4 separate regions of the Mus musculus genome follow, and regions 2, 3 and 4 are each linked to region 1. Evidence: chromatin contacts called from public promoter capture Hi-C data. All regions are on one chromosome and are shown on one strand. The core of a region is the stretch at or near the end of the contact, and the rest is flanking DNA. Distances in the headings are between cores, read along the strand shown.

What was found. Promoter capture Hi-C pulls out the DNA fragments that hold promoters and counts their contacts. Capture Hi-C pulls out chosen DNA fragments and counts their contacts.
Region 2: a promoter capture Hi-C map of the SN4741 cell line shows a contact between it and region 1, with 2.4 times the contacts expected there. The contact joins the promoter of Hoxa10 here to the promoter of Hibadh in region 1. A contact is called at or near these places in 6 of 39 promoter capture datasets (the HPC-7 cell line, the SN4741 cell line, embryonic stem cells and 2 more), 7 of 115 datasets of contacts at active chromatin or transcription factors (acute myeloid leukemia, bone marrow-derived macrophages, embryonic basal ganglia and 4 more) and 4 of 9 other capture datasets (adipose tissue, liver, macrophages and 1 more).
Region 3: a contact with region 1 is called in a promoter capture Hi-C map of 3T3-L1-derived adipocytes, with 18 times the contacts expected there. The contact joins the promoter of Hoxa13 here to the promoter of Hibadh in region 1. A contact is called at or near these places in 21 of 39 promoter capture datasets (the 3T3-L1 cell line, 3T3-L1-derived adipocytes, the C10 cell line and 12 more), 6 of 484 Hi-C or Micro-C datasets (3T3-L1-derived adipocytes, beige adipocytes, embryonic stem cells and 3 more), 20 of 115 datasets of contacts at active chromatin or transcription factors (acute myeloid leukemia, astrocytes, bone marrow-derived macrophages and 13 more) and 4 of 9 other capture datasets (adipose tissue, liver, macrophages and 1 more).
Region 4: a promoter capture Hi-C map of adipose tissue shows a contact between it and region 1. The contact joins the promoter of Evx1os here to the promoter of Hibadh in region 1. A contact is called at or near these places in 7 of 39 promoter capture datasets (the C10 cell line, cranial neural crest, embryonic stem cells and 2 more), 3 of 484 Hi-C or Micro-C datasets (embryonic stem cells and nephron progenitors), 10 of 115 datasets of contacts at active chromatin or transcription factors (astrocytes, bone marrow-derived macrophages, embryonic forebrain and 5 more) and 2 of 9 other capture datasets (adipose tissue and liver).

The regions. Positions count from the first base shown.
Region 1 is chr6:52,636,521-52,643,693 of GRCm38.p6, reverse strand. It overlaps Hibadh (3-hydroxyisobutyrate dehydrogenase), which reads left to right and starts at 3,394. Exons shown (of 8, transcript NM_145567.1): 1 at 3,394-3,533. The coding sequence starts at 3,446. LOC115490472 (a small nucleolar RNA gene) reads left to right here and starts at 4,339; the gene lies at 4,339-4,460.
Region 2 is chr6:52,231,934-52,239,106 of GRCm38.p6, reverse strand. Hoxa10 (homeobox A10) reads left to right here and starts at 4,168. Exons shown (of 2, transcript NM_008263.3): 1 at 4,168-5,148; 2 at 6,327-7,173. The coding sequence starts at 4,173. The coding sequence ends at 6,601. Gm52902 (a long non-coding RNA gene) reads right to left here. Exons shown (of 2, transcript XR_003956434.1): 2 at 6,456-7,173.
Region 3 is chr6:52,257,842-52,265,014 of GRCm38.p6, reverse strand. It overlaps Hoxa13 (homeobox A13), which reads left to right and starts at 4,135. Exons shown (of 5, transcript NM_008264.1): 1 at 4,135-4,378; 2 at 4,380-4,463; 3 at 4,466-4,473; 4 at 4,475-5,151; 5 at 5,867-6,162. The coding sequence starts at 4,241. The coding sequence ends at 6,111. Hottip (Hoxa distal transcript antisense RNA) reads right to left here and starts at 2,240. Exons shown (of 2, transcript NR_110442.1): 1 at 2,151-2,240.
Region 4 is chr6:52,310,328-52,317,500 of GRCm38.p6, reverse strand. It overlaps Evx1os (even skipped homeotic gene 1, opposite strand), which reads left to right and starts at 2,669. Exons shown (of 4, transcript NR_038163.1): 1 at 2,669-2,730; 2 at 3,931-4,197; 3 at 4,671-4,748; 4 at 6,604-7,173. It overlaps Evx1 (even-skipped homeobox 1), which reads right to left and starts at 4,003. Exons shown (of 3, transcript NM_007966.4): 1 at 3,230-4,003; 2 at 1,507-1,763; 3 at 1-968. The coding sequence starts at 3,656. The coding sequence ends at 402.

The sequences.
Region 1 (7,173 bases), core at 2,145-4,644:
TGGGAAGGCTTTGCCATTCCCATGGGGCTGAGGCTAAGGGTCCTTGACATGGCTGTACCCGTATCAACAGCACATGTCCTCTCAGAACTTTACTCAGGGATGAACGAGGAAAAGAAATAAAAGGAGGACATGACTGCTTCGTAGGGGTGGAGGGTTTTATTACAGATAGAAGGCTGAGGCAGAGACATCTGGGAGCGTCCAGAGAGGACATGACCAGTGTACTGAGCAGGGCCATGTAAGGAGAGAGGAGAGGGGAGGGGGGAGAGAGCAAAGGGGAAGAGGGGGAGGAGAGGGGAGAGGGGAGGAGAGGGGAGAGGGGAGAGGAGAGAGGAGGGGAGAGAAAGGAGAGAGGGGAGGGGAGAGGGGAAGAGGGGAGCAAGGGGGAGAGGGGAAAAGAAGGGAGAGGCAAAAGGTAAAAGGACTGTGTAATCAGAATGGTTGGGTTATGTAGGGAAGAGCAGCTGCTGGAAGGGCAGCCCAGCCAGTCAGTCCCTGGGCTGGAGACTTTAAGGTGGAGAGCTAGGTATACCAGCCAGGGTGACCCTAATAGGAACTGAGAGATGCTGGAAGAACTTGATAGCCAGAATCCGCTTTGCTGTTAAAAGGCCCCTCAGCACCTCAGCTAGCCATTTGTCCCAGGGTTGAGACCTAACAAGGCTTCTTCTGGTTCTCTCATTTGGTCCCTCCAGCTCTGGGTCTGGGATATATTAGGTACGTAAAGAGTCATGGGATGGGCAGGGTGCAGAGATGCACACCTTGAAGCCCAGCACTCAGGAGGCAGATACAGGTGGATCTCTAGGAATTCCAGGCCATCCTAGTTTACATAGCAAGTTCCAGGCCAATCCCTGTCTTAAATCCTAGCCTCCTCAACTCCCCGCAAGTCTAACCATAGACAGTAAACTGCCTTTCAAATATAATACAACCTTCAAGTCGTAAGGATTTTAACAAAGTCGCAGTACTTAGGAAAAGCCACCTTTGAAAATCCTTTGTGAAGCAAGTCAGCGCTTCTGGAAGGAGACAATAGTCTGCAGGATATGGGAATAAATTAAAACTATGACTTAGCCCTTTGTGACACTGAAACAAATAGAATCAAACTTTCAATATTGGATGAGTTCCATAGCCAGAGTGAAACCAAAGCAAACTAAACCAAACCACACATAAGAGGTGCTTCCCTTGCTCTCCCACAGTCCCTTATTCTTTCTACTCCTAGGGGGATGGTGTTCACAAGAGTCGGCCTTTTGTAAGAAATAACTCATTTTCAAGAAAAGAGCCCCATAAACAACCCAGAGAAACAAAAACAGTAGCTCACAATAAAAATGACAAAAGCAATCTGATTGGGCGTAAAATCTCAGGAGGACTGGGATATTAACTCAAGGAGCCGCGGAGATGAATTGATGTGTTGTCTCGTGTCGTAAACAGCTCTGCTGTGGGGGTCGGCAGAGCTGGGAAGCAGACTGCACTTCAGCAGTTAAATATAGAAACCTGTAGGGACACATTTATTGCTTGCAGAAAATCCATTCCAGTAAAACCTAAAGAAACCAGAATAGAGAGACATGAAATACTTCAGAAACCAATTAGCCCTATTAGGGATGGAAGCACCAAATCGAAGACTATCCAGTAGCTACGATGTTATTTGTTTGTTTATACTTGTTTTGTTTACTTTCTCTTTACATCTGACTTTCTTTTCTGTTTTTAGGGTGGGGCAGAGGACTGTTTAGAAGGGAATTGGTTTCCTATAGCTCCAGATGGGTCCTTGAACTCCCGTATGGGTTCCTGGGAACATTAATACCATGCCAGAACTCCTGAGCCTGCAAAAAAAAAAAAAAAAAAAAATTGACAATCTTAGTTTTCCTTTTATCAGCCCTGTGGGTGACTAGGAAGAGGCACTTTGCTTTTTAAAGGTCAAACTTGAATCCCTTGATTTTGCTTTTTAGGATGACTGCAGCACAAGGAAAATGAATTAAAACAAGACGAACACAGGTGTTTTTTGTCATTTTGTTTTGTTTTGCTTTTTTTTTTTTTTTTGAGGATGGAAGGTAGGCATCTTGGTTTTCTTATTGCTTGCCCTCCCCCTACCCCCCAAGCCCCATTCTTGCCTCTTGGCCTACTTTTCTTCAAAGGTTACAAGTCTTGTTTTAGTGTACTGAAGATAAAAATTCTCCAGTGGAAATTGAATACTTTGCGATTATCCTCAAGGAACAGATATTCAAATATGTATACTGTCTTACTTAGGGTTTCATTGCTGTGAAAAGACACTATAACCATGGCCACTCTTATAAAAACAAAACCATTTAATTGGGGCTGGCTTACAGTTGCAGTGACCTAGTCTATTGTCATCATGGTGGGGCACATAGCAGCATCCAGGCAGACGTGGCGCTAGAGTTGGTGCTGAGAGTTCTAGGTCTTGATCTGAAAGCAGCAGAAGGGGACTGTGTGCCACACTAGCTGTCGTTTGAGCATATGTAAGACCTCAAAGCTGGTCTCCACAGTGATGCCTTTCCTCCAACAAGGCCACACCTTCTCCAATAAAGTCACACCTCCTATGTGCCAAGCACTCAAACATATGAGTCTATGGGGGCCATGCTTATTTAAGCCACCAAATATACCAAATAGTCAAATAAGGAAAGATCAGCAAAATATCTGTTTTTATAATATACATATATACTACTTCCTGGGTTTAAATGTACCATTAGATTTTGGGTTCAAAAGATGCAGGTTGTAGAAAATTTTAAACATTGACGCATTTCTTGGAACTCAGTAAGTTCCTAGAAATTCTACTCTTCAAAGAGAACAGTGCTATTAAATTACTTCCCTACTACTTTTCAAATACGACTGGAAAAACCATTGAGTTGTATATCACATAGATTTCAGTTATTACACACATGGTAGATTCTGTGATTGTGTTTCAACAGACGCTGAAAATATATATGTTAACCCTGGGAGGTCCATGTATTTATTACTGAAGTTAAAAATGAGTCCCTATACTAGGAAACACAACATTTCTGCTCTTTCCTTTAATACTGCAGTAGCTGCGGTTCTTGTCTGGGAGGAAGAAAAACAATTAGCAGCCCAGTGAAGAGGCAGTTGCTCAGTGCAGGTGCTCGGAGGAGGCGGTAGTGAGCGACAGCCACCGCCTCCCACACACCCCTCAGCTTTTGGGTAAACAAGAATTCTCTCACCCAAAGGTTGTAAATTCAGCAGGAGCCGGAGGCAAGGCAGGGCGTCTATGGATTTCGGGATCCTGATTGGACTGTTCCCGACTCCGGCCACGCCTCTCAACACAGTGCTCCGCCCCGCGCTGGGCGGAGTCCAAGCCGAGCAAGGAGAGCGCGTGCGCGAGCTGTCCTTACGGAGGTGCGGGCCATCCCGGCTGCGCACACTCGTAGTTCACAGGCCGTGTGTGAGGCGGCGGAGGTCACGGCGCGGAGGCGGGGCGGGGGACAGCATGGCAGCCTCCTTGGGGTTCCGGGGAGCAGCCTCCGGCCTCTGGTACTGGAGCGGCCGGCGGCGGCCCGTGGGCAGCCTTGCAGCGGGTAAGGACCTCGCGCCCCATCTGCTCTTCTTCCTCTGGTCATCCGAGGAGGGCTTTTCGCCCGAAGGGCTGCGGTTGGTTTGAGGGTAAAAGCGACAATTGTGGTCGCCTCCTAGGCCTGGGCCCCCTTGTAACTGCCTCCTGAGCCGTCAGCCTTCCACTCCTGCCCTATGCCCGGCTCCAGATTGTTCAGCGTTTCCTCTGCGGGACCCAGGAACAGCTTGTGATGAAGGGAGGAATGTTTGGGTCCCTGGCGTGCGCTTTGGATTTGGGGCTCCTAGGACATTTGGAGGGCTCAGCTCCAGAGGTGACCCCACCGCACCCACCTCTGGGACCCCTGGCCTTCCAGCTCCCTGGCTTCACCCTAAGCGGGGGCTCCCTCAGACTTCAAGGCCTAATTTGTGTTTTAACTACTCTAGTCGGTGGCATGGCGGTATCCTAGAAATCCAGCAAAGTTTGTCACCCTTGACCAGCAAGCAGAGCGAACTCCATTATGAAATGGAGTTGTGCTGCCTCAAAGTGGTGGACTTTTGTCGAAATATTAACCACAATTCTTTGCCTCAAAGTTGTGTCTATAACCTAACCGACTACTATGCTGTGCTGCAAGTATGGAAAGTGACCAGGTTTTAAGCTTTTAGAGCGACATGAATATCTGAGAACTGCTTTTCACATGAGGATCTCCCAAGGCCTTAGAATGAGTAAATTGGGACTTCTCCAACAAGATCCAGGAAGTACCCCTTGTTTCTCCCTGACTCTTGGATTTTCTAGGACATCAAGACACCTCTTTAATTAAGAATTGGTTGAAATGGTCATTACCAAGGCTTTTAGAATGCAGTTTCTCATTTGCTGTGGACATGACCATAAAGAAAAATTCCCATGAGGGTTTTCATATGCTACTTGTCTAGCAGTTAACCTGTTGGGAACATGTGTTGAAAAAAAAAATTGGTTGATTTGTGGGAGATACCGAAGGATTTTTTTTTTTAAATGTAAAAGTTTATTTTAACAATGTGCTGGTTAGCACTATCATATACAGGACTAGCAAACAAAACACCGTTGCCTTTGCTTAGCATGCAGGAGGCTCTGGATTCAGGGTGCTTGTGTTCACTTGTTTTAATTTTTGTGTAAGAAATATGTTGGGAGTTGATTTCTGAGCAGCTCCCAGTCTTTGCCCTCAGGAAAAACTTATGAAATTTCTTTCTGCTTTGGAAGAGCATTTGTGTGCAATAGGTAGCAGATGACAGATAAGGAATTGTGATTAGCCAGATGCAAACACATGATTTTGGATATAATTTTTTTCTTTTTAAAAACACTTTGAAGGGAGCAGCAGTTTTCTTATCAGTGTACAACATTTTGAGATCTGATTAGTTCAGGATGATATATTTGCTGTTTAGTGTTTTTACAAGGTGACTAATGATAGTTTCTTGAACCATTCATGTACCTTTTAAGGGTTATGAAAGTTCTTACAATTCATGATAGGAGAGTCTGAGGCCAAAGCTTATAATCCTATGCTCTGACAGCAGGAAGGACCTGTCTCCCTGGTGCTGGGTAAACTGCCTTACCAAGCCATCTTGTGCTTGGGCTGCTCTGGCCCAAAGGCATGTGTCTATGAACAATTAATTTTAAGAAAAAGTTCTTTAGTGATGTCTTTGAAACACTCAAACAATCCCTTTTTACTTTGGAGTTATTTTAAATTAGTTATTTTAAACTAATATTAATGACAAATAGTAAACTAATTACAAAAAATGTTAATTTTTTTTGAGATTTAAATCTTTTCTAAAAATTGGGGAAAATACCTCATCTCCATGCAACTTTGAAGTGTAGGAAAATGTAGAAAAGGAACCATGTTCAATTACTAATACTTGATGTTCTGAATTCTGTGGAGGGATTTGCCTCCATATTATGTTTAAGCTATTTATAGAGAATAGTTGATAGTGTTATAAAGACCCATGTACTTTTTAAAAAATGAGACTTACAAGGTGTCAACTTATGGCAGCTGTAATACATTTAATGCATACCAGAAGAAACAGAGAAAATAATTTCTTTCCTGTTTCATAATTCATTTAATAAGCAAATTTTGTATTTTTTATAAATATTTTTTATTACGTATTTTCCTCAATTATATTTGTATTTTTTAAAAAAGATAATTGTACTTAGCTTTAGGTCTATTTTTTAAAGAGGACACACACACACACACACTTTCTTCAACTAACTTATTGGGACTCCTCAACATGTACATAGAAAAATTGTATCAGGACATTTTTAAAGACCACTTGACCAAAGGTGGGGTGGGAAATTGAATAGCACTGTATATAGAGTTGCAAATACTAAGTTTAAAAAACTACAGATGCCTTTTGTGTATGTGCTTGTATTTCTTGTATGTTTAGATTTAAGCTTTTTTTTCCTCACAGTTTTATCCATAATACAGCAATTTGTGATTATATTCACCCACATTCCCCTCTGTTCTACCTCCTCCTTTCCCTCTGAACCCCTTCTTGCCAGCCTGTTCCCCAGTCACACCATTCACAAAATGATAACCCTTCCAGCAACACCCATTAGCAGGCAGAAGCACTACAGGAAGGGTGGGTCCTCATGGGACCACCTCTGTGCATGATGGCCTGTTGAAGGGTCAGGTGACCACGATTGTAGCAGCTGGGTGGTGTCTGGATGGTCTTGTTCTGTGGCATTCCTCATCATCCTCTCACTCTTCAGCGCCCATGGTCCGCGATGTTCCCTGAGGCTAGGGGAGGAGAAGTGATAATGGTTTTGTAGAATGTACTCCACTTTTTTAAAAAAAAGATTTGAATCTCAAAAAAAGTTAACATTTTTGAGGTTAGTTTACTATTTGTCATTATTATTAATTTATATAAACACTGGCATTTAAAATAATTCCAAAGCAAACCTCAAGTCCAACTCTGAGGTTGTAACCTCAGAGTAATCAAGTATATAATGTTACTGTTTTCCATTTACATTAGCGTCACTTAGTTTGGGACATGCAGGTCTGAAAGTTACATGTGGCCTTGGGACTAAAGTTGACCTTGAACTTACAAGAGTACCCACCGAGAAATACTTATTACTGAAGTAACGTGAGACCTTCCCAGAGTCCGCCATCATCCTTAGCTGAGGAACTTTTACTGTTAAGGCAAACAGTGTTTGTTACATTATTGTATGCAACAGAGGACAAAATTTGCTTATTAAATGTGCGTACCGCGGTTCTTTCTTAGCCAGTTGTGCTTGTTTCACTTCCAAGAGTCACTCACCATTAAACACAGGCTGAAAATACTACATGGAAAGATATTTTGGGATCAACCACATTTGTATAACTTCAAAACATGTTATAAATTTTCTATATTATCGTGATTATTTTTATTTGTCTCTTACTGTGCCTAATTTATAAATTAAGCTTTATTATGGGATATATACATATATATTTATGAATTAAGATTCATCATGGGGTGTATATATATTATATACATTATTTTCTGCATATTATTATATATATAGGAAAACATGTTTGACATTGTAATTTCAGACATCTTAATTTCAAACTATTTCCTTCAGATAAAGGAAGAACACAATCTTATGACACAATGAAAAATCCATTTAGAAGCTTTAAATGATTATTTTTGTATAATGAAGTAAAC
Region 2 (7,173 bases), core at 2,919-5,418, 410 kb after region 1:
CCTACAAAACTAATAGCACTGGTACTTCAAAATGTCTGACAAAAGGACGCAATACTTGCCCTGCTAAAGATCGAGGGCCAGCTCAATAGTAGGATTTAGAGGGAAAAATTTTTTTAAATATTTTAAGGACAGATTGAACCTGGTAAACAACAACAAAACAACAAAAAAATCAAACAAACAAAGAGAAAGAAAGAAAAGCCCGCACATTAAATATGGAATGTCAACATTCATAAAGAAAAGCAGAAAAGCAATTTTGCTCATGGAAAAAAATTCTAGTTATTCATAAATATATGAATGGGAGAATTTCTGAAACTGTGTTAATGCTGGACACATTGAAGCTGTGTTCACTTTCCTTCATGAAGCCTCAATCCAGCACTACAGCCCCCTAGATAGCTGAGAACCCCAAAAACATTGAGAATGACTTTTGGGTACAAACAGATTTGTTATTTCATTCTCAGGACCTGGATTTATTTATGTATTTATGTATTTTTTTTTATTTTTTGGTTGTTTTTTGTCTTGTTTTGTCCTGGTGAAAGTTATTTTCCTATTAAGAATGTATTTGGGAAGCTTGTAAGGGCCTACTCAGGAAGAGAATCTGTTACTAAGTAAAAAGCAGAATAATGGTTACACTTTCTTGATTCGTTTGCCTGGCATTTCTCTCGGTGGAGAGAATGTGTGTTATCACCAGGAAGAAAACCGACAATATTTACTCCCGAACAAACACAGACTCTGGCGGTGGCGGCATCGATGTGATTGCTGAACAGGCCTGGTTAAGGCCAGCAGGCACCAAGGGTTTTAGGTCAAAGGCATCCCAAGAAGGAAAGGGGAATTCAGCTGCTAAAGGGAAGGGCAAAGGAGAAAAGAAAGAAAGGGGGATGGCTAGACTTAATCTCCCAGGGATGGTGAATCTCCATAAAGGCAAGGAGCTCAATAAACAGAATATTTTTATTGAGGAGGCTAACACCTCATTGTTGTAGTCTAGGGAGACACTGGAGCCTTCAGGCTGCCTGAGGGATGCCTGGGGCTCCAGACTCAAAAAAGCCCAGCAGGCACTCAGCCCACCGCCACATTTAACTTGAGCTTCTGAGTCACTGTATTTACTTTAAGACAACCACTCCAGTCCAGTCTGCCAGATACTGGGCGGTGGTCCATGGTAGGTTCTGTTGTTCCCTTGCTCAGCCAGTCTCAATGAGAGTAGGACCGAGATCCCCAGTCAGAGAGGGGTTGCTATAAAGGCTCACACACTGAACAGGAAAAGAAAGGAAACCCTAAATTAAGCACCCTGTTTGGTTTCTTGCTAGGGGAATGTTGAGAACAACGTAACTGCTCCCAAAAAGGTTGGTGAACATTCAATTACCAATGCCATGGTCTGTGAGGCTGGTAGCAAGTGATCCAGTTTCCTCCTTCTTTAGTAGAGGCAGCCGTTGTAGTGTAATGCAGTACTGGAGCCGAGCCTTTAAACCTTGCCCAGCAAGTGCGGGCTTCTGAATCCCATACAACCTAGAAACCCATTTGGCTATCCTACAAGGCCTTGGCTAGGACTAACCTAAGTAGCTTGCAGTTGGGCACCTGGCTTGTCTTACCAGACAAATAGGCAGGGGCCCGCTGAGTCCAAGGAGAGCCCTCTAGAGAATTTGAGGGAACGGCTTGCGGTGGGTGATATGAACTCTTGGAAAATGATGGGTCAAATCATGGGAATGCACAGATGTAGGGGGTTTTGTTTTGTTTTGTTTTGTTTTACAAGATAAGTCAGAACTACCCTTGGACTACTCAGAAGGTTCCCTGTAACCCTGGAAGGTTAAGAAAGATGCTGTCTCTATCACTGTCTTTTACCTTATCCTTGTAGCCTCTGTTATCTCCAACACACTCTTCAATGGCCACTGGTTCTTTAAAAACCTCAGCCAGGGAAACTCCTTTTTGTGTGAGATCCAGACAGGGACGGCTCAGGAGCCTGGCTCACAGGCCTGCTGACCTACTAGAGCTCCTTTTCCTCAAGGAATAGTCAGCGCTCTTGGGACCCACTTTCCCACATAACAGCTTTCCAGAGAGGTATCAGAAGTGCTGGAGAGTCAAGTGCCTTTTCAAGCAGTCCCAGATTCAGGACATTTCCAGGTGGCACTGTTGAACACAGGAGTTCCACCTATCTAGTGAACAGAGCAAGGACCACGCACATCTGGAAGCTTAAGGTAGGGTAACAAGGCCTATCTGTGTGAAAATTTGCCTTGGCCTTGGGTACAGAAGCAAATCAGATAGTTAATGGTGTCTCACATAGACCCAGCTTTTATTTTCCAGAGAGGCTGTCTGCAGAGAGCTGCTGCTCATCTGAATTTCTTTCTCTCTTTCCTTTCCTCCCTTGTCTCCTTGCCTCCTTCTTCCCCTTCTGTCCCTCTTTCTTTCTTTATCCCTTTCTTTTACATTTAGATGCTCAGATACCCAGGCCTCCCACCCATCACCTCTCGAGAGACAGAGGTAGAACTGGCAGAGATTCCTCTTGAGTATTAGCAGAGGCATAGCCTCCTGGGTGTGGGCTTGCCAAGCAGCTGCAACCAACTGCAGTGTCTTGCATCTCAGAAGCCAGAGCCTAGCCTCTACCTGGTCAGCTTCCCTGTGTCCTCTCCCTCTCAGAGTGCTATCAGGGTTGTTTTTGTCCTGGATTCCTTTTGGGAGGAACCAGAATATAGCCAACTAAAAGCAAGACTCTCTCCCTGCCATTTGCAGAGGTCTGAACAATGTGGTTCAAGGGTCCTGGGCAGTCAGTAGCTCTCTAGTTCCAACTGGAGCTGGCAGGACTGGGGCATCCTGGAGACCCTGTAACCCACAGGTCAGAAGTAAAGCATCCACTATGCAAGCTCCATGGATCCTGCCGAAAAAGGTCACCTTTCCTAAGTTTGATATAAGGTCCACATTTGGGGGCTAGCATGCCGTAGGCTGACCATTTTCAATTGCCCAAAGGTAGCACCCTGGGCTCTAGAGTCTCTTATAATAGGGCCCAAACCCAGCTCAGCCTCCTAGGGAATGGACTTCCTCATCACCACCTTGTTAAAATGTGCACAGTATACGACAAAAATGGCTGGGAAAAGGACTGCCCTCGCCATGTCTTTGGGGGTAGAGTGGGGTACAGACAGGTTTGGTCAGAACCTCCTGGAGCCAAGGAATGTTTAGGCTCAAAGGAGAGCGAGAGAGAAAGCAGTGTGGCGGAGGTATTTGCTAGACACATTCTCCCAAGGTTTTCCTTCCAGTTCTGCCAGCACAGAAAGGCCAGAGACCCAAAGCCAGCATTCTAGTCCTCTAAAGGTAGAGGATGGGGAGTATGCGTTTGCCTCTGAACTGTGGTTTGGGAGGTCGGGAGTGGTGGTGGTGGTGGTGGTGGGCTCTTGCCAGTCTATTGATTTTTCACCTCACTAAGGCAGCTGTGCAAGGTTGGATGACAGGAGTAGAGAGCATGAACCGATTGATCACAGTGAAGGAGAAAAACCTTCACTGACCAGAGGATGGTGTAAGACAGTGAGGACAGAGGATCCAGGCATTGATCATCGGCCGATGGATTTCGGACAATATTCATTCTTTGTGAGATGTTTGAGGCCGTACTGGTTTACTGTAGGTTCTGGACCGTCCAAAGATCTTGACAGCCTTAGTATGACTTTTTTACCAGCCACTTTGGGAAGCCAAACTTAAGAATTGAGGCCAGCTCCAGGCCCAGAAATGTATAGGATAGCTAGCCTGCTACAGGGCCCGTTTAAATGATCAAGGCGACGGGGACTCATGGCCACTCCATAGCAGACATGGGAGCACCCAAGGTTGGCTGGGGTGCACATCATAAACACTCCACTTGTTAACAGCGCAGAGCCCAAGGGTGCTTCCAAATAGTCCCTTGCATGGGGGGGGGGGGGGTACAGGTTCAAGAGCCAGGTCCCCCAACCTCCACTTTGAGGCAGCCCCCACAGTTCCGGCCTTTGAGCCATAGGTGTCAGGCGTGCGTCTTCTGGCCCATCAATACAGATTACATATTTATATCAATCGCGGGCTCCGAGGGCGCCCTCAGAGAGCGGCCCCGCGCCTACGAAACCAAACTGGGAGTGGTCGCGTGGAAACTCTGGCTCGGGATTGGCTGCAAGCGCCCGCCGCGGTGCGGGGGGGATTGCTAATCGTATTCAGCATGTTTTGCACAAGAAATGTCAGCCAGAAAGGGCTATCTGCTCCCTTCGCCAAATTATCCCACAACAATGTCATGCTCGGAGAGCCCTGCCGCGAACTCCTTTTTGGTCGACTCGCTCATCAGCTCAGGCAGAGGCGAGGCTGGTGTTGGTGGCGGTAGCGCGGGGGGCGGTGGAGGTGGCTACTACGCCCACGGTGGGGTCTACCTGCCGCCTGCCAGCGACCTGCCCTACGGGCTGCAAAGCTGCGGGCTCTTCCCCGCGCTGGGCAGCAAGCGTAATGAAGCGCCGTCGCCCGGAGGCGGTGGCGGTGGTGGCAGCGGGGGCCTGGGTCCTGGGACGCATGGCTACGCGCCCGCGCCCCTAGACCTGTGGCTGGACGCGCCCCGCTCCTGCCGGATGGAGCCGCCCGACGGGCCGCCGCCACCGCAGCCACAACCCCAGCAGCAGCAGCAGCAGCCGCCGCCGCCCCCGCCGCAGCCACCTCAACCCCAGCCACAGGCCACTTCGTGTTCTTTTGCGCAGAACATCAAAGAAGAGAGCTCCTACTGCCTCTACGATGCTGCGGACAAATGCCCCAAGGGCTCGGCCGCCGCTGATCTGGCCCCTTTCCCGCGGGGCCCGCCGCCCGACGGCTGCGCCCTGGGCGCCTCCAGCGGAGTGCCAGTACCCGGCTACTTCCGCCTGTCGCAGGCCTACGGCACGGCCAAGGGCTTCGGCAGTGGCGGCGGCGGCACGCAGCAGCTCGCTAGTCCCTTTCCTGCGCAGCCCCCGGGGCGCGGTTTCGACCCGCCGCCCGCACTGGCCTCTGGCTCGACCGAGGCAGCCGGGAAGGAGCGAGTCCTAGACTCCACGCCACCACCCACTCTGGTTTGCACCGGTGGCGGCGGCTCGCAGGGCGACGAGGAGGCACACGCGTCATCCTCGGCGGCTGAGGAGCTGTCTCCAGCCCCTTCAGAAAACAGTAAAGCTTCGCCGGAGAAGGACTCCCTGGGTAAGCAGAGCTCAACCGAGGGCTCAAGTCAGACGGGCAGACAGACAGACAGACAGACCCACAAGGAAGGAGCAGAGGACCAGAAGCCCGCGCGGCAGCCGTAGGCCTTGGCCCAAACTGACGGCAGGCTGACCTTCTGAACTTGTTTTTAATATTTGGGCGTGGGGATGCTGTAAAAATCCACGTCCGGCTTAGGGCCCCACACCAAGACGTCCTCAGCTCTGGCCCCTGCTCACCCAGACTTGGGGGATGAGAACACCAGCGAGCAGCCCTCCTCCCGTGCTTGCACTTTCTCGTGGCCCTGAGTACCCCCAAGCCCTGGTCCTTAGCCCAGCCTGCTCAGCGCGGCCCACGCGGGGGGGAGGGGCAGGGAGGAAAAGTGGCTCGCTTGCAGATAGCACGGATGTTTGTAAGGCATCCAAAATAAGCAGCCGCCAGAGCCAATAAATAAGCCCATTAACCGGCGAAGTTCGAGTTTACGATCCCCCATGCGTTTTTCAAAGTTTCTGGAGGGGCGGGAGTCCTGGTTGTAAGAAAAAAGAAAAGACAAATTCGGCCGGAACGCTTGGGCCCAGAGCTGAAAACCTAGGAATGGCCATTCCCCTTCTCCTGGAATCTGGTGCTGCCCAGCTTCACACTCCGGTTACTTGGAGGGACAGGAGCCAAACCCAAGCCCTTGACCCCAGAATCGGGTTTTTGGAACTTCCCCATTGGCCCAACTATGCCCTTCTCCTCTAGCCTGGGGCGATCTAGGAGGCTAGGGTAAGCCAGTGGAGCTGCCAGCCTCTCGTCCAAAGAAGCATTCCCTTACCCCAGCTTGGGGGCCGGCAGGAAATGCTTCCCTGCCCCTGGGTGAGAGGCAGAGAAAGGCGTTAAGTTCAAGATGTACGGCCTCGCCTCCTCCGGCCTTTCATTCTCTCAGCGCCCCGCGGCGTGGTGCTAAAACAGGTGCCTGGAAAAAAGTAGAGGAAAATGTAAATTGGGAGGACCGGGTGTGGATTTGAGGCCGATTTTGTCATGCCTTTTTGGAGGGATTTCTTGCAAAAGGAGGGAGGGCATAACCCTCTCTCTATGACTTCGGGCATCCCACTAAATGGGAAAGACCCGGAATTCACCCCCCTCATACAGCCCGAGTGGCCTCGACTTAACCTTCCCCTCTGTATTCTCTTAAACTCCAGGCAGTTCCAAAGGCGAAAATGCAGCCAACTGGCTCACAGCAAAGAGCGGCCGGAAGAAACGCTGCCCTTACACGAAGCACCAGACGCTGGAGCTGGAGAAGGAGTTTCTATTCAACATGTACCTTACTCGAGAGCGGCGCCTAGAGATCAGCCGTAGCGTCCACCTCACGGACAGACAAGTGAAAATCTGGTTTCAGAATCGCAGGATGAAACTGAAGAAAATGAACCGAGAAAACCGAATCCGGGAGCTCACAGCCAACTTTAATTTTTCCTGATGAAACTTCCAGACAACGTCTTTTCGCTTCCTGAGCGCCTGGACCCATCCTCTGCCTCCAGCCTCTGCCCCAGAACTCACACCTGTGCCGGAGCCCCTTTCTCCCTCCCACACTCGCCATCTCCCAGGCCGTTTCGTCTGTGCAGGGCTGGTTTGTTCTGGCTTTTTTTGTTTGTTTGTTTCTTTGTCTGTTTGCTTGGTGTTTGTTTGCTTGTTTTCTGGGGGAAAAAGCCATATCGCTAAAATTCTATAGAGGTTGAGATCTTTCTCAGTGTCAAGTCCTGAATGGGCTGGGTTTGCTGCCTCTGGGACCCACTGCTAGGAAAGGGCCCCAGTACTCCTCCACGGATCTGGTTTCCTGCCCAGCCCTGGGTAAACTTAGCCGGAAGCCTTAGGTCCCATTGTCGGCGCTGAGGTGTCTGGCCTGAGGTCAATGGTGCAAGGAGCCGCCACCGGGTTCGCCAGCCTGGAGTGCTGGGCTGTGTTTAATCAGGGAGTCCAGGCCTGGTTTCTCTTTTCTTTCTTCTTTTCTTCCTTGGCCAAGAGCAGAGTATGGAAGCATGGACATTCAGG
Region 3 (7,173 bases), core at 2,886-5,385, 380 kb after region 1:
AGGGGGCGCTGCTTTCACCCTGGTGCATACAGGATTGAGGTCCCTCAGAAACTCAACTTCACACTTATTCCATTCCTAAATGGTTTACTGGTAAGGATTCTGAGGAGTTAACTTCTTTGAGAATTTCTCTCTCCCCTCGTCTGCTCAATTGCCTTCCCCTTTCTAAATCTTTCTTGCTTTGCCATTATCTCTTTGCCCCCCACCCCCAGCCTGCCTGGGGTGGAATCAGAGGGTAAGGTGTCCTGCAAATCCAGCCCATAAAGCTGCTTGGATACATTAGAAACACATGAATATCCCGAAATACAAAGTGTCTTTAAAACCAGCCATGGACTGTTTATCCTAATACCAGATCAATGCAAAGAAGTAGTTCCAGAGAATGGTGCTGACAGCCTCTTCCGAGTTAAAGTGAGGGCAGGTAAATTTAATTTGCAAATGAAAATCAAATCTGATCAGACCTCCTGTTTGGTTCCCTTTGTCCTTTTCTTCTCCAACCCTAGGAGCCTAGGGTCTAGGAGCCCAGGGTCCTGTAATCCTGGTTGGTCAGGAGTCCTCTATCAAGAAAAAAAAAAAAAAAAATGCAGCCAAATCAGGCCAGATGCAAGAGGGCTGTCAGCGCCAATGGACCCAGGTTTGACTAGTAAAACCAAGAGCTTAGGAAAACCTATGGAGACCCCTTGAACAAAGGCTGGGCTGTAGCCATGCTGCCCTTGAAGGCCTTCGCTGAGAAATCTGCATGCATCAGACAAAACTGGGGCATCAGTGGAGACTTCTCTAGCTTCCACCCCAGCCTGGCTCTTGGCTCCAGAGCTCCTATGGCCACTATTGTCTGAAGGTGACCGTGAATGCTCTGACTTCTCTTCCCTAAGCCATGGAGAACCATGTTAAGTTGTTGGTGTTTCTGCAAGAAGAACCCCAAGCCTGAAGACAAAAAGAGCTCAGAAAGTCAGGCCCTGCCAGCTGGACAGACACACAAATTTTCCCTGTGCCTTTGGTAAATGAGGAAGAACACTGGATGAGACTGCTGGCTCTTTAAGAGTCAGGCTTCATCCTCCAGCCGTTCTTTTCCCACACCAAGCTGGTCTGGTATAGTCTGGAGCATTGTATAAGAAACCATTAATGAATCTCTTCTCTCCCTCTGAAAGTCTGAGGAATTGCTGTTTTACAGTGAGTAGAATTTCTAGAAAGTCTTACCCCAAATTATTCCCAGAGTTCATTCTAATATGAGAAACAATTTCCAATGATGCCTACAGCTCAATTACTAGCAGGACATGCAGATACTTTAAAACAGTGAAGAAGCAACCCAGGAAAGGGAGAAGGAGCTAGATATGCTCCTATGCCCTTGATACAAGCCTAGTAGAAAATCCACATCAATGTATGAGATTTAAGACAGGGGGAGAACAAGGATGCTACTTTCTCTAAATAATTCTGTCTTGGGTTTTCTCTCTCTCTCTTTTAAATTGATAAGAAAATATAAACTTCAGTAATTCACATTCCAAGTCCTTCCACGACAGGGATACCACGTGTAGGAAGCAAAGCCCACTGAATTCAAAGATGCAGCCCAAAGCCTCCCCGCTGCTTCGTTCTTCCCAGACAAACCTGCTTCTGATTCCTCTGTGGAAAAAGATGAGTTCCTTTCTCACCATTTTTGGAGCCGGAGGGACCCAGCCGACTTTGGCAGTCTGTAGAGCTGAGGCCCTTCCCCTGAGTGCAGGGCTCCCGGCTCCAGTGAACTGAGGGGGAGGAAAGAACGTGGAGCTGGTCTTGGCTGCTGTGTGGACCAGCAGTACAGCCACTGCCAGAGGTGAACTGGCATAGGCATCGGCTGGTGGAGCCTTCCTGAGCTGTGTTTTCGTTTTTTCCGAACCTAGCTGGAAAACTTCGGAGGTTCAGAAACCCAGCTAAGAGCAGGGCGGCCGACAGAAAAGAACCAGTCCAGCCTGTAAACACCGCCCCCAAAACTCTACAAAGAGAGAGGGAAAAAAAAAAGATGCTGAGAAACCAAACAGAGCCAGAAGCCAGATAGCAAAGGATGGGGGAATTGAGAGCGAGGGGAGGTGGGCAGTCGGCTCTGTCTCTGGGCTTTCATTGTAGTTTCTCACGCTGACTAGACAGCAACTTTCAACTTGACCTTGGCCTCCAGCGTGTCTGACCTGTATGTAAACTGCCCTCGAGTCTCCGAGAGTCTCCGAGAATTGGAGCCTGGAACCGTACTTCGTCTCTTTGTCACTGTTGAGTTTTACAATGCCACTTAGAGGGAGGAAGGAGTGGGGGGACGGATGAAAAGGGCTCCAAAGTAACACAGAAATCAAGTCTTCACAGAGGTTGGTTCTTTAGTCTGCAAATGGTCAGGCAGTAAGAAGGTAAACTCGGGGCAAATCAATATTTACCCAGGACCGCTAAAGTCAGGAGAGAAAGGACTCCCTGGGTGTGGGGGAGAATTGGGTGTGGGGATCAGGGAAGGTTTTATTGGGCGACACTTAACATTAGTCAGAACAAACCCAGGATCCGGGCAGATAAAAGCCTGAGCCTCGCCTTACTGGTCCCAATCTTACCAGAAGCCCAGGGGGCTTACAGAGCAGCAGATGAATTGGGTGGTATGTCTGATGCTCTAGCTTAGGGCTAAGTCTACAAGCTAGGACTAGAGAACAGGTCCAAGCCTGGCTGCCTACCAGAGCATTTGAGCAAAGATAGTACAGAACTCTTCCCAGTCTATATTTTCCAGAACGCACCACTTTCACTTTGACCATTTGTTCCCCTCTGGATGTCTGACCAGTTCACACTTGCACAACCAGAAATGCATGTAGTCCTAAGGAGGCAGGGTCCCCAGAATCCTTTATCAAAACACTGCATCCAAACGTTGCTCTCCCAATACAAACACCCCACCAAGCTCAAGGTACAGAGGAACTCATCAGCTGAACCCCGGCACCTTGAACCCACTACAGGCTGAGCCCCTATTAGGAGAAAAACCATGAAAGGATCCCAAAGAGCCTTTTTCTCTTTCCCCAAAACGGAATGCAACAGTGGATTGCCAGGTGTCTGAAGTGTCCAACTCAGGATCTATGGAGTGACTTGTAGGAAGTCCCAGAACCGTGGCTGGAGTTCCAGCCAGCAGCCCAGCTGGGGCCTGTTCCTCTTAAACCCCTTCAGGAAAAGGCAGCCGGACTCCTGAGACAGGAGTGTGAGTGAATGGTGCTTTCTTCATCTGAAATCCTCTGCGGACCAGAGAGAATAGCTGCTGCATCGGAATGAATAGCGAGCTGTATATACAAGTTGGACAATGTGGCAGTATGCATCTCTCTCTCTCTCTCTCTCTCTCTCTCTCTCTCTCTCTCTCTCTCTCTCTCTCTCTCTGTGTGTGTGTGTGTGTGTGTGTGTGTGTGTGTGTGTGTGTGTGCGCGCGCGCGAATATTTGCGCTCGCGTGTGTGATGAGTGTAGGAGATACAATTAGTTGTTCTGATCTTCTGAGTCCTTAGGCCTAATTGAAATTGTCCTCTAGAGCCTGAGAACAGGGAAGGGAGCTCCCAAATGCAGCCCAAACTTCCCAGAGAAATGTCCTGGGACCCTTGCTCCAGACTTCTCCTGGAACCAACAGGAAACAAACGCCCTTGTTCCCCAGGGGGGGGTGGGGAGTGCAATCTCGGCCAGGCGAAAGCTCCCACATCCTTGGGAGGGTCTAGCTGCAGAAAGATGTATCCATCCCTGGAAAGAAAACAGCCCCAGAGGTCCCTAAAACATGCCAGGACATCCTGGGCCAGTCCAAGGCCAAGGCAAACCCTCATTCCTGGCCACTGGAGAATTTACCTGACTTGTCCCCACGACCTCAGGTCGCACCCCAACCGCAGCCGCTCACTGCCCCTCCCAACCTCCGCGCGAAACCCGGGAAGGGATCGGGGTCCCTGTGTTCCCAGCCCCACCCGCCCTAGTTTCTCCCCCCCACCCACCCCCGCCTCCTCCGTGGGTGACTGCTGCGCGGCCGCGCGGCGGGAGCTAGAGCTGGCGCAGAGGACCGCGCGGGCGGCGGCGGGGACGGCGGGCCCAGCGCGGAGCCGAGCCGGAGCCTCCCGCTTTGCATACGCCGGGGGCGGGCCGGGGGCGGGCCAATGGGCGGCCGCCTGGCGCGACCCCGCAGGGCGCGACCCGCCCCCCTCGCTCGGGCCCCGGCCCCGCGCGCCGCGCTCTTCACTTCTTGGGGGCTTTTTAAAACAGCGCCACTGGGGTCTTCTCCATGCGGCTCGGGCTATGACAGCCTCCGTGCTCCTCCACCCCCGCTGGATCGAGCCCACCGTCATGTTTCTCTACGACAACGGCGGCGGCCTGGTGGCCGACGAGCTCAACAAGAACATGGAAGGGGCGGCGGCGGCGGCACGGGCGGCGGCCGGCGGCGGCGGCGGGAGCTGGGGGCGGGGGCTTCCCCCACCCGGCTGCCGCGGCCGCGGGGGGCAACTTCTCGGTGGCCGCAGCGGCGCCGCCGCCCGCCGCCGCGGCCAACCAGTGCCGCAACCTGATGGCGCATCCCGCACCCCTGGCGCCCGGCGCCGCGGCCGCGTACAGCAGCGCCCCGGGGGAGGCGCCCCCGTCCGCCGCCGCCGCCGCCGCCGCCGCCGCTGCTGCCGCCGCCGCCGCGGCTGCCGCGTCGTCGTCGGGAGGGCCCGGGCCGGCGGGGCCCGCGGGTGCCGAGGCCGCCAAGCAGTGCAGTCCCTGCTCGGCGGCGGCACAGAGCTCGTCGGGGCCCGCGGCGCTGCCCTACGGCTACTTCGGCAGCGGCTACTACCCGTGCGCCCGCATGGGCCCGCACCCCAACGCCATCAAGTCGTGCGCGCAGCCTGCTTCGGCCGCCGCCGCCTTCGCCGACAAGTACATGGACACCGCCGGCCCCGCGGCCGAGGAGTTCAGCTCCCGCGCCAAGGAGTTTGCTTTCTACCATCAGGGCTACGCAGCCGGGCCTTACCACCATCACCAGCCCGTGCCCGGCTACCTGGATATGCCAGTAGTTCCGGGGCTCGGGGGTCCTGGCGAGTCGCGCCACGAGCCTCTGGGGCTTCCCATGGAAAGCTATCAGCCCTGGGCTCTGCCCAACGGCTGGAACGGCCAAATGTACTGCCCCAAAGAGCAGACGCAGCCTCCCCACCTCTGGAAGTCCACTCTGCCCGGTAAATGGCGCCCCCTTTCCAGCCCGGGTCTTCCAGCTTTTCAGCTTCTCCTCGGCTCGTGCCCCAGGGTCACTAACCCCCCCCCCCCCCCGCATTCTCCCTGGCCTGGCTTGCCTTAGCAATTCTGCACCCCTGGGAGCCTGGCCCCGGCTGGCTGGCGCTGTCCGTCCGCCCTGCCCTAAGTCGAGCCGGTCCCCGGGCCCTCCTTTGGTAAAGGGTAGCTGGGAGGAAGCTTGTGGGTTCCAACTCCGGCAGCCCCTTTCTCTCTGGGTGCCCCACCCTCCCAAGCCCTTGACATTGACTCCAAGATGGGAAATAGACTCGATTTTGAGCTCACCAAATTGTCCCTGATGGTTCTCTGAAAAAAAAGGCTTCGTTGGAGAAGCATAGAATGTTGGGACTTGGGGCAAGCTGAGAGGAGCCGAGCTCTACAGAAAGAAGTGTTGAACCCTGTTGAGTGCTAAGGTGTGGACCGCTGTACATGCAGAATGACCGGATTGGGGTGGTCACTGGAACTCTGGGCGATTTCATTTCAGTACACAACTAACCATACCCCCCTACTAACGCTCCAGGCTTTGGCAGAAGGCTGGATTGTACAGCATTCGTGGCAAAGAGCAATCAGGCATTGCAAGGCCGGCAGTTCACATTGAGCTGTCGCCTGTGTTCTGGCTCAGGTCGGCTCCCAGAGTAACTTGCCTTCTTCCTTATCTTACAGACGTCGTCTCCCATCCTTCAGACGCCAGCTCCTATAGGAGGGGGAGAAAGAAGCGCGTGCCTTACACTAAGGTGCAGTTGAAAGAACTCGAACGGGAATACGCTACGAACAAATTCATTACCAAGGACAAACGGAGGAGGATATCAGCCACGACAAACCTCTCTGAGAGGCAGGTCACAATCTGGTTCCAGAACAGGAGGGTCAAAGAGAAAAAAGTCATCAATAAACTCAAGACCACTAGTTAATGGATTAAAAGGTGGAGCAGAGGGCAGCTTGAAGAAACGCTTAAGGATTTGTTTCTTTGCCCAGATAATAATAATGCATCATACTAACTGAAGAATTGGATAGAGAGACGCTGACGTTTGCTCTCCTAAGGGGACTCTCTCTTCCATGGAATCTACAATTAAAACAAAACCTTAAGGAATGGTAAAGACTGCCAGGTTTCCCGACAACCCCACCACAGCGTTAAGTGACAAACTCTAGAGTCAACTCATCAGCCCCTAAAACACACAATTTCAGATAAATTATGAATTTTCTCAAATCTTGTAAGTATTTATGTGACCATTATATTTTAGGACACTGTGTTAGATGGTAATCTGAAAACTGGTTACAGAAACAAAGGCTGTTTCCACGCAGCTGGTCCAGCACCCTCCCCTTTGCATGTTAAGTGCCTGCTCAGGTAAACCTTATTGAAATCCCTGCCATTGTTCCTTCTGGAAATGTTTCAGGTAGAGGCTTAGAAGGGGGAAAGGCACTGAATTGTTTATTTGAACTATTGCTAAAAAGGGAGATGAGAGGAGAGAGAACGCTCATCCAAGGATCTATTGTTTTGATAGTAAATCTGGCCAGCTAAACCCTTGAGGTTACAAGAGAACCCTGGGTGGGTAAGGAGCTTCTGGAAATACCTTTCAATTGCTTACAACAAACATGGTGGATTAACCAACACTGTCAAAGGATTTTTCCACAGGATTTGTTGTAATTTTTGAAGTGTTTAAATCTCACCAAATAATACGAAGAATTCACTTTATGCCCCTTCTCCTGGAAGGTCCCACCCTAGTATGGATTTCTCCTAAAACATACTCTTTCTTTAAATTTTTTAAATTGGCATTTTCCAATACTTGTTAAACATTTTGCTAGGGACATCATTTTCCTTTTTTACTTAGAAAAAAAAACCTCAAAATGGAAACCCGTTCTCCCAAAATATTTAGATGTCTGCATTCTATATTTTAATTTACTAAAGGATTAGTATTTTTTTTTTCTTGTTTACTGTGTTAGGAGACTGCAGTAGAAAGTTTAGGGACTCATCG
Region 4 (7,173 bases), core at 1,420-3,919, 330 kb after region 1:
GAAACAGCGAGTTCCCTTCGCAGCTCTTGCCCTTGACAGGAGAGTGGGGGCCCAGTTGAAGGGTACGAGGGGCTTGGGAGTGGGTTGTTCCCGGGTAGCTGTTGAACCAAGGCCTCGACCTCTGATAGAGTGGTGGTTTCGGTGGAGAATGGCAAGGCCTGGCCACCCCAGGGGACGCTTTCCCACCCCATTCCTGCTCCTAAGCAGCCAATGTCGCTTCTGGGGCTCCTGGATCCTCTAGGCGGAGTCCTTTATGGTGTCCCCCCCCCCACCTCCACCTCCTTTCCCCTGTGCATCTGAGAAGAGAGGTGACAGGTGGGATGCTGGAGGAGCCCCGAAGGCTCCCCCGACCTCCACCCCACGACGTCCATCCTGCAGTCGGCAGCCCCGAGGGCGCCCCCTTATCTGGTGAGGGGCACCTCCTCTCTCTGGTCCAACGCCGCCACGGAGGAGGCCTTGCTGAGCACAGAGGGGGCGAACGTGAGGAAGGAGTCCGAGCGGGAGGTGGAGGCACAAGTGAAGTCTGAGGCGGCGGCAGCGGCGGCGGCCCTGGGCGCCAGCCCGTTGGCCGGGCCGCTGTGGCAGGCGAGGCAGGAGCAGGGCCCGGCGGCAGCGGCGGCGGCGGCCGAGGCGCCGAGTCCGTGCGCCGGGCCGGGATAGAGCGGCGGGTGGCGGAAGGCGCACAGCAGTTCGGGCCGTGGGTAGGGCTGCGAGAGCACGCGGAAGGTGTCGAGCGGGCGCAGGGGGCCGCTGAAGGGCGAGGCGGCGGCCGAGGCGGCGGACGCGGCGCCCAGGCCCACGGGCGAGTAGTAGGGCAGGGGCAGGTGCGACGGGAAGGGGTAGGGCAGGCCGCCCGCGGCCGCCGCGTGGCTCATCATGTAGGTGTAGAAGGCAGGGTCGGCCGGGTGCGGCCACGTCATGGCCAGCCGCTGACGCTTGTCCTTCATGCGCCGGTTCTGAAACCACACCTGAGGAGAGGAAGAGGAGCGCCTTGGAGGGCTGCGCCAGGCCCAGGCCCATGGCTGGGGGTGGGTGGGGTGCGAGGGCCATGCTCGCAGTGAGGGGGGCTGGGGAGTGGGGGGAGAGTCAAAAGCAACTCCAGCTGACAAGGGCAGGCCACCAACCCAGATGGAAACCCTCGGGAGCAGGACTGGGCAGCCGCTCAGCCTGCCCACCGGGCTTAGCATCACAAGCTGGAGTGAGGGTACTAAGAGGAAGGCCTGCCTCAATGGATCTGGGGAGGCAAAAGACATTTTCCCATAGATTTAGGGCTCCCTGTTCTTTGGGGACACTGTCACTTGCAGTCACCTGTCTCCGTAGTCTGTTTGCCTAGGAAAAGGACGGGAATCTTGGCAGCAGTGGCTGACTATGGACTGTCAGAGGGAAATTCTGAGTGTACCAGATTGGAGAGTCCAGGCCCAGACGATTCAGCTGCAGTAGACCGTTGACATCTCCTTCCTACTAACCTAGGTACATAGCCACCTCGAGGATCCTAGCCCAGCCTACCTTGATGGTAGTTTCAGGAAGGTTTAAGGCTGCTGCCAGTTCGCATCTCCGCGGTCTTGAAACGTAGTTCTCCCTGTAGAACTCTTTCTCCAGCCTTGCAATCTGCTCCCGGGTAAAGGCCGTGCGGTATCGGCGCATCTGGTCACTGGCGCTGCAGGCCAGGGTGCCTTGAGAGCCGCTGCCGCCGCTGCCACCGTTACTCTTGGGGGCCTCGCTGCCACTGGTAGGACTGCTACCCAGAGCATCGGAGCCTGGCGCTGCACAGGAGCCCAGAGCACACAGGTGCACATACAGAGACACAACACAAATACACAAACAAATGCTGACTTCAGGCTGGAGGAGGGGCATTAGAAGGAGAACCCCTTAGCTTCCTCAGTCACTGATTCTGCTGGGGCTCTGGAAGCTTCACCGGAGAGGTCTTGACACAGAAAAGGTTTGGGGCAGGCTTAAAGTGGCTGTTTGGAAGACCTGGACCTAAGGCATACTGGGTCTAAAGGCTTCCCTTCCGCTTGCCCCTGGGTGCAGCAAAGGGCATATCCCCTGAACTCTCTGCTTGTGTTGGTAGGGATGGGTAAGGATGTGCCGGAACACTGAATTCTTGAGGTTAATGTATTGTAGCTTGTTGGACATACAGTGAGCTTCCTCGATCTTGTGTGTGTGTGCACCAGTATGCCAGTACCAGGTGTGGGGATGTGTGTTGGGTTGCACCTATTGCAGGAGTGGTATATTTTGAGTATGGGTTGTGAGGACATGGTATGGTAGAGAAGCTGGGTTAGATAGATGATAAGATGATAGGAGATGGAGGTGGATACTTAACAAGGTGGTGTTGGCTGCCTAGGCCTAGAGGTAGAGGCAAGCCTTTCCCACCCATTCCCATGGTTTTGTGGAGGTGTGTCTGCTGATGGGCTTCCAGTCTTTCATTCCTAGGAGTGGATATTGTTGGTATAGAGAGACTCCCTTCTGAGCTATCCACCCCCACTCCCATTAGCCCCTGGTGAGAAGGAGCAGTGTAATTAAAGTACCAACCCCTTAGACCCACCCCAGAGGAGGGTGGGGCTCCAGCCCCCCTGCAGCTGCTTTTCCTTTGGGTGGAGAAGTGAGACTGAGGGAAAGAGGGAGGGGGAGGGCCCAATCCCCGCCTTTTCAAATGCAACCGGAGACCAAAGGCAATTAGACCATTGGGACCATTTCCGACCTGGCGCCGCCAGCCCGGGAAGTGACAAGGTAATTTGGACCTCTGACCGACGTGCAAACTGGTCGGAGGGCTGCAGCCCTCCGGAGACCAGAGTCCGCCACGATTTTACGGTCCTTTATATTCTCCGGGCTTCCGCGCCTCCTTGTGCCTTGCTCCCCTCCAGTCAAACTGCCCGGACAACCGTTTGATCTTGCCCTACCCGACGGATGTGTCTTTCCGTCTTAGCTGAATCATTCCCACAAAACTCGGGGGTTGGGAGGTTGGGGTGCGTTTTGGACCCCTCAAGTCAAGACTTGTGCCAACGCTGACATTCGTCCAGGCACAACTGTCACTCTAATGGGATAACACGAGAGCCCTCACACACACTAAGGTGCAGAGAGCAAAAGAGTTGTTCAGGTGCCCCCGCCCCACTCACCCAACCCCCAGCCATCCTGCCCCAAGGGAAAGGAGCATCTTGCACCTGGCCTGAGATGAAGGGAACTGTGGGTGGAGTGGGCGGACCGGGGAGCGGAGGGGCAAGGTGGCTACCTTTGCTGTGCTGGTACTCGGCGTTCCCGGTGGCGCAGTCTGGGGTGCAGCTCACCTCGATTTCTTCATAGAAATCCGATTCGGTGTCTGAGCTACTAGGTTGCCCTTGGCCAGAGAGGCTGTCCGCGGAGGGGACTGGGGGTCCCGGGCCAAGCATGGCCGCTCCAGCAGACCGTGGCTCGGCGCCCAGCCCTGCAGCACTGCCTGCTAGTCCATCGACCGGCTCCTCCTCCTGGCCTCCCCCGCCACGCTCCCGGGAAGTCGGAGGGCCGGCTCGCGGGCTCAGGCAACCGTGGGGCACCATCTTCTCTGGCGGTTCAGGCAGCGGGCTGCTCACGGCTTCGGACAAATTAGAGACCCTCTTACCAACCAGAGTGCCAAGCTGACCCCCATCCAGAAACATAACCATGTCCTTTCGGCTCTCCATCCCCGGACTCTCCAGAGGGGGGGAGGGGGAAAACCCCCAAGTAAGCTCCTAATCCCAGGCTCCCTGGGATCTTGGCTGAGAAGAGGAGCTAAGGCGACAAGGCAGGCGCCGGGTAGCCCCAGCGCCGTGTCGACGGCGACCGCGGAGATGGCAGTGGGGAGCTAGGGTCACCTTGTGATGCGAGCGCTCCTCTGTGCCGCACCGCCTCTGGGAGGAAGCCCCATTGCCCTCTTCTTTCTAAGCTGTCATCCTCCTGCTGCAATCGTCATTACAGTACCGCTGGTGACGCCACTCGGCGAACGCAAGTGGATAAATAGAAACGTCTGCCACAGTGAAGATGAAAGGAGACCCGCAGCTAATGGCTCGGCAGTGATGCGCCAGGTGTGGGCCTCGCTCGAATGGGGAGGAGAGTGTGAAAACAGAGAGACACACACACTGGGAAAGGGAGACACCCAGACACAGAGGATGCAAATGGAATTCCGCACACAGAAAAGGGAGCGCTTAAGGCGCGCAGCGAGTTCCACAGGGGCAACAGGACTTGGTAATTGAAAAATGCTTTTGAAATTTTATTTTATTGTTGTTTTGACTTCTGTTTTCTTAACCTGGTGTCTAGATCTAATACTAATGAAAGAATCCATAGCTACTCTTTGGAAGCTGTTTACAAACCCAGGTTTTCTGAGTATTAATACAACCGCTTGTCTTTTTTTTTTTTTTTTTTTTTTTAACCAGCTACTGAAAAGGTACCCTCCACCTCAGTTGTCTGGGGAGCTTGAGCCTAAAGTACCCGTTCCTCCCTCATCTCCCCAACCCCATCTGTCTCCCTCCTAAGAACCAAACTTTATTTTCATCCCCTAACAGCCAAAAGATATCGTTTTCCCCTTTGAGAACCGGCCTTGTGTGCTAACACAGTGTTCCTCGATTTTAGAAGAAGAAGAAAAATCTCTCCCCACCCAGATCACCTGGCTAAAATTCGAAGTGTTCAATGAGTTGTTGTTGTTAATTATCTCTATCTAGATGGCCTGATTTGAATTTGGATTGGCTCTTCATAGAAGAAAACATCTTTTGGTTTGGCTTATCTCCGGGCTATTTCAGGTATGTCGGTTAGGGAAAGGGTCTAAGATTGGCCTTTCTTTTTCTGTCTGTATTTTAGGTATTTCTACAGAGTCAACGAATTCTGCCACAAACGGCGTGTTCTAATGAAAAGGAGCTGGCAATCCGGCCCCCTGCTCTGGTAGTACGGAAGGAGCCCAGGTAGAAGGTGCTGGCCTTCTCTGATGGTTTTAGGGCAGCTGTGGGTAGATTGTGTGGCAAAGAGTATCAGCAGGGTTTGAGCTTGCAGGGTCCTCTCCTGGGCTCTACCCAAAAGAGATTTTCTGTGTCCAAAGCTAGAGGTAGGAGAGAAAGTTGTTGAAATGTCATGGGGAAAACAAAAAACAAAAACAAAAAACAAAAACAGGCAGTAGGCGGGGTGAAGGGACTAGGCTAATCCTCTGAGGAGGTGAAGGTCTGGACCTGTGGAATTCTGGGACTTGGTGTTTGGGAGAAGGAGTAGAAGAATCTCCTGCGGAGCCTGGCAGGTGGGCCAGATTGAGGGGCAGAGGTGAGCACCCTCCGAGTTTAGCTCCTCCATCCCCCTCTCTGGCTCCCCCTGCAATATTTTCCACTAGTGAGCAGCCTGCCCTCTTAGCTGAAGAAGCGGGGGGTGGGGATAAAAACTCCTGTGTCCCAAGGCAAAGCCCCAGCTTCTAAGAAAGTTCCTGTGATTCCCTCATTGTCCTCTGTCTCCTACCCTTTTCTCAGTTTCTCTCTACCCTTCCCTCAATCTGGCTGATTTAGGATTATGGAAATAATGGAGGAAGCCAGAGGTTTAGGAAAACGACTCTGGCTTTCCATTTCTCTCCTGATGCAGCAAATGTTTGTTAATCTTGCCTGGGGAACAAGGGCAGATGACAAGAAGGGTGGTATCCAAGCAAATGTGTCCACTCCCTATTAACCCCCAAAGCCAGCAGTTGCTGAACACTGCCAGCCCAGAAATCTAGAGAAAGATTTCAGAGGCCAAGGCAGAGATGGGGTCAAGGGGATAGTGAGTTCTCGGATCTTCTCCTGCCCTGAGGAGATATCCACCAATTCTGGCTTGTCCTGGCTTTCTCACTCCAGCCAGAGTCTGCTTGGTCTCTCTGTTCTCTAGACTCCTGAATCTGTCTCAGGGCTGCTGCTGCTGCTGCATCTTCTGGGGCTGGGCCTGTGAGACACCCACTCTCCCAGCCCCCCCCCCCCCCCCCCATGAACTAGCCACTACTTCACTGCCCTCCCTCTCAGAGGGAGGCTGGTCTGACTTCCCTGCCCCGCCCCCAGCTTTGCATTCAATGGGAATGTTCAACGTTTGATCCCCTTTTACTCAGCATTTTCCCTAGAGATGAAAGCAGAACAGAATTGTGAGATCAAGGGGTGCCATTTAGTCTCCTTCCTGGGTCAGTCGGATGGAGCCAGGCTTTCCTTACATCTCCAGGAGGGGCCTCAGACTCTCTGAAGGCTGCAGCCTCCTGTCTGCTCCAGATCTGAGCTTCATGAAAATCCCTTCTCAGCCCACCCCCAGTCCCAAATTCCTCCCCAGACCCCAGCATAGCTTTTTAAAGCAGCCTCCATCTACTTAGCATCCTAGTTTTGAGGTCCCTACTTGAACCTCTCCCTACCTATGCCGATGCTTAAAGAGAAAAAAAAAAAAAAAAGAAAAGAAAGAAATCCAACTAAATGTCACTTCTAATATCAGCAATTGGCCGACTTCAAATGAAGGGAGTAGAATTTTTCACTGCAGATGAAAAGAGAGTGCTGGAGAAAGACACGGTTTGGGGGTTTTTGTTCTGTTTTGTCTTGGGTTGTTACTGTTTTTGTTTTTCTTCCTGCTTGGGAAGTGTGTTTTAATCTTCACTATCGTTGTATTATGAAGGTTATTTACTGAGCAGCGGAAGAAGGAAGGAAATTTCTAATAGCGCGTGAAGCAAGGTAACCCTTCGAAAGCAAAGAGAGGTGACAGCCACCTTAGTGGAGTCCGCCCCGGTGCATCTCTCCGCTGCAGCCCCGCCGACTTGCAGTCCTTCTCCTGCTGGGGCGATCGGCTCAGATGCGGCCAGTTCTTCGAGGATTGGAATTCTCTGAACTTCAAACGCTGTGGGTTTGGCTTCCGCCCGGCTAGGAGGGATAGAGGGTGGCTGAGAATCCTAGGGAGCCAAGGGGAGATAAGTCGCGCCAGTCGTTTTAAATGGAATCTAAACCTTTGCTTGGGCCACCGAATGTGGATCCCCACGGAAACAGCTTCGCTTCGCAAGAAAATCCGGCTTGGGAGAGAGGCGGCTGCGGTTGTGGGAGCTGTCTAAGTGACCCGAGGCCCGTGGGGCGTGGTCGGCAGTGGTCCTGAGCGGTCCAGAGCACCTTTGCACATGGCTGGCTGAAAGGCAAGGGTGAAAGTCCAGGGACCTGCTTTCTCCCGGGGAGAAGGGGTGAATGCGTCGTCTAGGGA